2 separate regions of the Mus musculus genome follow, and region 2 is linked to region 1. A link is a contact called in public HiChIP or PLAC-seq data. All regions are on one chromosome and are shown on one strand. Each heading gives the region's core, a stretch centred on a gene start, on an enhancer-like site or on the middle of the called end of the contact. The rest is flanking DNA. Distances are from core to core; before and after follow the strand shown. Region 1 has its middle 13 kb from the start of Hes5. Region 2 has its middle 27 kb from the start of Pex10.

What was found. HiChIP or PLAC-seq counts read pairs in DNA pulled down with a chosen protein or histone mark.
Region 2: a contact with region 1 is called in an H3K4me3 HiChIP or PLAC-seq map of embryonic forebrain, with 2.0 times the contacts expected there. The contact joins two enhancer-like sites. A contact is called at or near these places in 15 of 39 promoter capture datasets (the 3T3-L1 cell line, 3T3-L1-derived adipocytes, the C10 cell line and 8 more), 5 of 15 datasets of contacts at CTCF or cohesin (CD8 T cells, the G1E-ER4 cell line, embryonic stem cells and 2 more), 29 of 484 Hi-C or Micro-C datasets (B-cell progenitors, the C2C12 cell line, CD8 T cells and 16 more), 12 of 115 datasets of contacts at active chromatin or transcription factors (the HPC-7 cell line, craniofacial prominence, embryonic basal ganglia and 7 more) and 3 of 9 other capture datasets (adipose tissue, liver and pancreatic islet).

Annotation. Positions count from the first base shown.
Region 1 is chr4:154,946,282-154,949,722 of GRCm38.p6, forward strand. No RefSeq gene overlaps it. Among named protein-coding and RNA genes, the nearest start is that of Hes5, 13 kb to the right of the region's middle. Within about 2 kb of position 2,155, at least 31 of the 459 cell types and tissues checked have an H3K27ac peak or open chromatin away from gene starts, as enhancers often do. A contact at or near this core is called in embryonic forebrain, where this site is marked.
Region 2 is chr4:155,038,809-155,042,174 of GRCm38.p6, forward strand. It overlaps a transcript of Plch2 not described here. Among named protein-coding and RNA genes, the nearest start is that of Pex10, 27 kb to the right of the region's middle. Within about 2 kb of position 1,628, at least 28 of the 459 cell types and tissues checked have an H3K27ac peak or open chromatin away from gene starts, as enhancers often do. A contact at or near this core is called in embryonic forebrain, where this site is marked.

The DNA of each region.
Region 1 (3,441 bases), core at 905-3,404:
TCCAGGGATGCTGCCTCCTTGTTCCCAGCTCTGGCAGGGCTTCTGCCTGCCCCGACCCACAAACCTCCAACAGGAGAGTCCAGGCTGCCTCCAGGTCCCTGCTGGACCCACACTGTAAGTGCCGGACTCATTCTTCACTCCTAGAGCTGGGGACTCTGAAAAGCAGCCAGACCAGAGGTCACCGTGCCTTTATGGCACAGGGGGAACGGAAGGGTTGGTGTAGTCTCTAGCGTTTTCCCACGCCCAGGAGCCAATGGAGAGGCGGGATTGGACAACAGAGCATGAGCCCTCCCACAGAGGGGCTGGGCTACTATCCATTAGGAGTGAGGGGTGGAGATCTGCTACAACCAGGTCCTGGAACTCACAGGACTCTCTGGCTGGTAGGTTCCTCGCCCTTAGATCTTAACCCTCCAGTCCCTGAGAATGTTGTCACTGCCTAGCACACTGCAGCCAGGATCTAGAAATCAGTGTCATTAGCAGCTTCTGCCCTGGCCACAGCTTCCTACGGGAAAGGCACAGGACTGGTGCTCTCCTTGCCTTCCATCTTGTTATTCAAGTTGTCTGAGAGCACGTGCGCGTGCACACACAGACCCGCGCGCGTGCACACACAAACAGACGCGCGCGCGCGCACACACACACACACACACACACACACACACACACACACACACACACACACACACACACACACACACACACACACACACACACACACACACACACACACACACACACACACACACACACACACACACACACACACACACACACACACACACACACACACACACACACACACACACACACACACACACACACACACACACACACACACACACACACACACACACACACACACACACACACACACACACACACACACACACACACACACACACACACACACACACACCTGGCTGATCTCTACCTTCCACCTGCAGGACTGCAGCCCAGTCCCAGGACACACTGGGCTTGGTAGTTTTAGGGAGTGACTGAAGTTTGGTCAGGGTGCTGCATAAAGATGCTTGCTGCCAAACCTGATGATGACCAAAGTTCAGTCCCAGAAATCTGCATTATAGAAAGAGAGCCTGATCCTACAGGCTGTCCTCTGCCCCCCCCCCCCGCGTTTGTGTGTGTGTGTGTGTGTGTGTGTGTGTGTGCACGCGCGCGTGAGATTGATCAGGGTTTTTAAAAATAACTTCAGGAGCAGCCCTAAAAATGTTAAGACCATCATTCCCAGAGGTCCCCAGCTGCCTTCAACCCAATATGCAATGATCCAGTATTCACCTTCTCCAAGAAGCCCCACATACCTCTCTCTCAGGCTAGTCCTTACCTCAGTGCTGGTACAGGTATCTAACTTCCAGGGGAAGAGGACCCACGCCCCCCCCCCCATCCCCCCAGCAGCTCTAAGACTTGATAAATTCTTCCCTTTTCTTTCTTTCTTCTTTCTTTCTTTCTATTTTTCTTTCTTTCTTTCTTTCTTTTGGTTTTTTGTTTTTGGTTTGGTTTGGTTTTTGCTTTTGGTTTTGGCCACATAAGCTGAGCTAGCTTTGAACTCGCTGTGCTGCCAAGGCTAACTAACGGTAGACTCCTGATATCTCTGCCTCTGCCTGCCTCTCAGATGCTGGAATTACAGGTTCACCACTCTATCCAGACTGCTATTTCTTTTTTTTTTTTTTTTAAGATTTATTTATTGATTATATGTAAGTACACTGTAGCTGTCTTCAGACACTCCAGAAGAGGGAGTCAGATCTCGTTACGGATGGTTGTGAGCCACCATGTGGTTGCTGGGATTTGAACTCTGGACCTTCGGAAGAGCAGTCGGGTGCTCTTACCCACTGAGCCATCTCGCCAGCCCCAGACTGCTATTTCTAATCAGCTAAAATTGTTGCTCCTCACATCAGATAAGGTGACTGAGGTATGTGGAGAAGTCCTTGTCCTGATAAGGTGATCGCCACGCCCCTCTTTTCCCTCAGGTTGAGTGGCAGGCTGGGTTGCTGAGTGGGCAAGGTAGAAATGAATGCTGGGAGAGAGAACATCATGGGCAAGCCAGGGAGCAAGGAAGTGTGCCAGCCAGTGTGACTCTGGGCAGGACGTGTGGCAGGAGGAAAGGAGACAGGGCAGTCTAACGATGGCAGAGGCAGCAGCAGAGGCACTGTGCCAGGCATAATGGCAAGAGCGTGCAGGGACTTCCAGGGAGTCCTTTGCCCAGACCCTGGGACTGAGTGATGGAGCCCAGGAATGGTGCCAGCCTTAGGCAAAAGGGAGGGGTACCTACCCCAGGGAACTTTATAAAACTGCACCTTGGTCTCCAGTTCTGGGGACATCTTGGCCTCTCATTGGTCAACAGGGAGGAGGAACCTCCTTGTATTCTTGGTCTGGCTTGAGGGTGGCCAGGTAGGCTGTGGTAGCTGCTCTGCTGGCCCCGCCTGCCTGGGGGCCCTGAATGGCCTGGCGTCTTTTGTGGGAGAGCAGCTGGCGCCCAGCCCTTTATGTGGGGCTGTGGGAAAGTCCCCGGGCCAGCCTCTCACAGCCTCTCAAAAGCCGGGATTATCTCTCTGAGCCTGCAGGACACCCTCTCAAGGACCCCCTCCCCAGCAAAGTTGGGGGCAGGGACACCCCCGGAGAGGGTCTGTCCACCAGGCTCTGGCCCCAGGAGCCCTTTGGCCAGGAAATATTCTTAAGTGGAAAGACCTTTGAATACTCCAGCTCCCGCCTTACCAGCCCAGCTGCCCAGACTTAGAGATGCCCACTACACAAGCAGGGCTGCAGAAGGCTTTGCACCCACCTGAGTCTCTTTTCTCTCCACCCTATGTGCCCTAGGCAGGGCCACAGTCAGAGGCTTGGCAGGGAGACACACACTTATTTAACACCACAGCATAGAAGCTGAGTAGACATTCTCCTCCTAGCTCAGAGCTGGGGGCACGGGAGGGCTACACCTAGCTGCCGGTCCATCACTTTGGACTCCCATGCGAATGTTCCCACCAGAAAACCAGATGTAGAGTTTGAGAGTTCTTGGGGATTCAGGAATGGGGACATCCAGCAGCTTTGAGTCCAAGGCCACTCTGAAGTCTCCTCTCTGTTCATTGTGCTCCTCAGTGAACACCTGAGTGGGACCACCATCAGCCCCATTCTATAGATAGGAAAACTGAGACCCACATAGTCCAGCTTCTATATAGTGGATACTCACGGTTTTGAACCCTATGCTCACAACCCTTTTTGAGTCATGGCTAAAGCAGCAGGTGAATCTCTGGAGAGTGTCCTTCTCATACCTAGTGTAACATAAGAGGAGGCAACTCCAGGGGCGCTCTCCAGGGGTGCTCTCCAGGGGCGCTCTCCAGGGGTGCTCTCCAGGGGCGCTTGAGGCCAGATGTGCTGACCTCCAACGAGGTTACCAGGGAGCTGCTGCTGATGCTCAGGGCCTCAAAGGCTGCCTAGAGG
Region 2 (3,366 bases), core at 378-2,877, 92 kb after region 1:
CGGGTCTCAAGAATGTCAGCCAGGAGCCAGGCGTGTGCCTTTAATCCCAGCACTTGGGAGGCAGAGGCAGACAGATTTCTGAGTTTGAGGCCAGCCTGGTCTACAAAATGAGTTCCAGGACAGCCAGGGCTATACAGAGAAACCCTGTCTCGAAAAACCAAAACAAAAAACAAAAAACGGTCAGCCAGGGGCTGGTGGCTCAGCGGTTAAGAGCACTGACTGCTCTTCCAAAGGTCCTGAGTTCAAATCCCAGCAACCACATGATGGCTCACAACCATCTGTAACGAGATCTGACGCCCTCTTCAGGTGTGTCTGAAGACAGCTACAGTGTACTTACATATAACAATAAGTAAATCAAAAAAAAAAAAAAGAAGAAGAAGAAAAGAAAAGAAAAGAAAAGAAAAGAAAAGAAAAGAAAAAAGAATGTCAGCCAGCTAGAGCCAGCATGTGTGGTGGCACATGCCTGAAATCCCTGCACTTGGGAGGCTGAGGCAGGAAGACTGGAGTTCAAGGCCAGCCTGAGCTACAGAATGATACCCTGTCTTGATTTTAAAAACAAAACAACAACAACATCCAGTTCACTTCTTCACAAGGCTGTTCCTCTGCCTTGGAAGTAGGTCTGCGTAGATTATGCATGTGTGTGTAGGTTATATACACATACTCACGAATGTGTATGTATCCATGTATGTGCATGCATCCCAGAGGATCTAGCAAAGAGGAAAGATGAGGTAATACAGGCCATAAGCCCACAGGACGCAGATGAACTGGGATCTGTGGGGGCCTTTCCAGCAGTCTCTGATGGCATGAAGCATCTGCTCCATAGTCTAATCAGCCGGTCAGTCTCTCCAAAGTCCCTCTTATTTGTCATAAGACATGACTCCTCCTGCCATGCCCTGCCCGCTGGGAGCTGATACCCAGCAGGAGCTCAGAAACCAGGTGTGGGGAGCCTGCTCCAATGTGTTGGGGTGGAGACCCCAGAAATGAGCTTGAAAGCTGCAAGGAGAACAGAACAGATGGGGAAGGAAGAGAGGAGCAAGAGCAAGGGGTGGGAAGCTCTGTGCCACGGTGGGCACTGCTGCTCCGTCCTCAGACTCCCGCTTCAGCACAGCCCTGGGAGGAGGGTATAGGCACACACACAGACACACATAGACATCCACACACAGACACACACACATAGACAGACACACACATACAGACACACACACACACACACACACAGACGCATACAGAGGCAGACAGACAGATACATGCACACACACATAGACACAGACATGCACACACAGAACATGCACACACAGACACACACACATGCATATACGCAGACACACACACACATTTGCACATAAGGCTACAGAAGCAGGAGTCTGGGAAAGCTCCTTGTCAGGTTCACCCTCAACCCAGAGAACTCTGGGAGGCCAAGGGGCACTGAAACCCCACAACTCTGAATCCTTCCCCACTGCCCAGCATGGCTAGCCCTTGGCAGGACTGGGTGGTAGAACACGCCTCCTTTGTCCCTTTGTGTTGGGCAGGCAGAAAGGACAAAAGCTCACTCCCGGCTGGCTAGCTGCTGCCACTGGAGACGTCTCCAGGAGCCCTTCCTCCGTCTGCCTGCGATGCTGCCTGTTATACAACAGACCTAAGAATAATCTAAAGGGCGGTCGCAGATGAGCGCCTCGCCCTGGGACCCCTCCAGCTGGGGAGGTGGGAGGAACCACTGGAAAAGGGCTGTGCTCCTTATTCAAGACTCAGTCTGTGTGGAGGCCATGTGCCCTCTGCCCTGTGGCTCCCCCATCTCTAGCACCTGGGAGACCTACTGCATGCAATCCTGGTTCCCTTCCCCATCCACAGCTCAGGGTGACCAGGGAGTCCAGAGGCTCCACGGCCACCTGTGCCTACAGATCTTGGGGTCAAGAGTCCTGGCCAAGAGATGGCAGCTGCAGTTTTGGCTGGACATATTGATGCCTGGGCCCTAGAGGACAACCCGGCAGCCAAGGGCAGACAGAGCCCAGAAAGCTACACTGGGAGCTGCAGTGGTACAGGAAGAGGGGTAGGCAGCACTGGTCTCCAGCCCACTCTGAGGTACGGGAGGTGGCCCGTTCCCTCTGCAGCTCCTCCACTGCAGCAGGTGGCAGGCAGCCTTCAGGTTACTGGCACAAACTCTGGACCAGGCTCACTACCCCTCCCTCCCGGGAGCAGGAGGCAGGGCGGGTGCAATGCTTGGCAGATAATGAAGTAGTCCTGTTAGGTGCAGAGTAACTGAGTCTATACAAATTGGCCCGTAGCTCTTCATCTATTGCAGGCATTAAAAATTAAAATCCAATTACAACTCATATTGTCGAACCTGGCTGCTGCCGATTACAGCAAGCCGAGTGTGGGGTGGGGGATTATTGTAACCTGAACTACTGGTGGTGGTGCTGAGAACCCCAGGCACCAGGGCTTCCTATCCCTGGGAGGGCCTGCAGGAGGCCTCTCTCACTTGTAAGGAGCAAGACCTGCAGGAGTCCCAGGACCCAGAGGCCTAGCCTAAGCAGCAAGGAGGAGAATTCCTACCTAGTTCCCCAGTGGAGAACCCACCCTTACTAAACACTCTCTGGACCCACACCCGGCTGTTACCTAATGGCAATGTACCAGTCCTACAGAGGGTGACACAGAGCAGGCCTGCCTCCGTCTCAGGCTTACTCGGCCTCCTGGATGGGCAAAATTGCAGGGCGTCAAAGCTACCAAACCAACCCCTGGAGCTCCAAATGGCGGGCGCACACTGTCCAGCCACTATTGGCCAACTCCAACCTCTCCTGTCCCAAGAGTGTGAGGGGTCAGCTGTCTTACACTGGACAAGGACACTAAAAGGCTGGGCCTTAGGGAGTCCTCAGGTAAGTTGATGGCACACACTAGCTGCCGCGTGAGTCTCTCTCAGTCTCTCTCGTTCTAGCTAAAATCCAGTCCTTCCTTCCCATGGGGACTTGTGGAGAGTGTGGCTGTGGAATGGGTGCAGAGGTAATGTGTTGGGGTAACCGGGGCCTGGGGAAGGGAAGGATATACAGGTCAGCTTCTGAGCCACTAACAGCTCAGAAAGCAGGCTTGACCTCTCACCCCCTGCTGCCCACCGTACCCAGACTCCCCTCTGCAGCTCTTAAGTTGGGACTTTGTTCAGGGATCCTGGAAGGACACCAGTGGGCACCCCTAGATTGGTCCTTTGGGTACTGTGGGTCAGTCACGGGAATAGCTAGGCATTGCTCCAGAATCCAGGGCATTAGCGAGCCAGGAGGCACACTGGTACCTTTCCATGGTAAGGCATCAAGAGGATCATGGGAGAAAGGCCTGATTTGGTATGTAGTCTATGATCATTTCATATGTGTCAACTGTCAC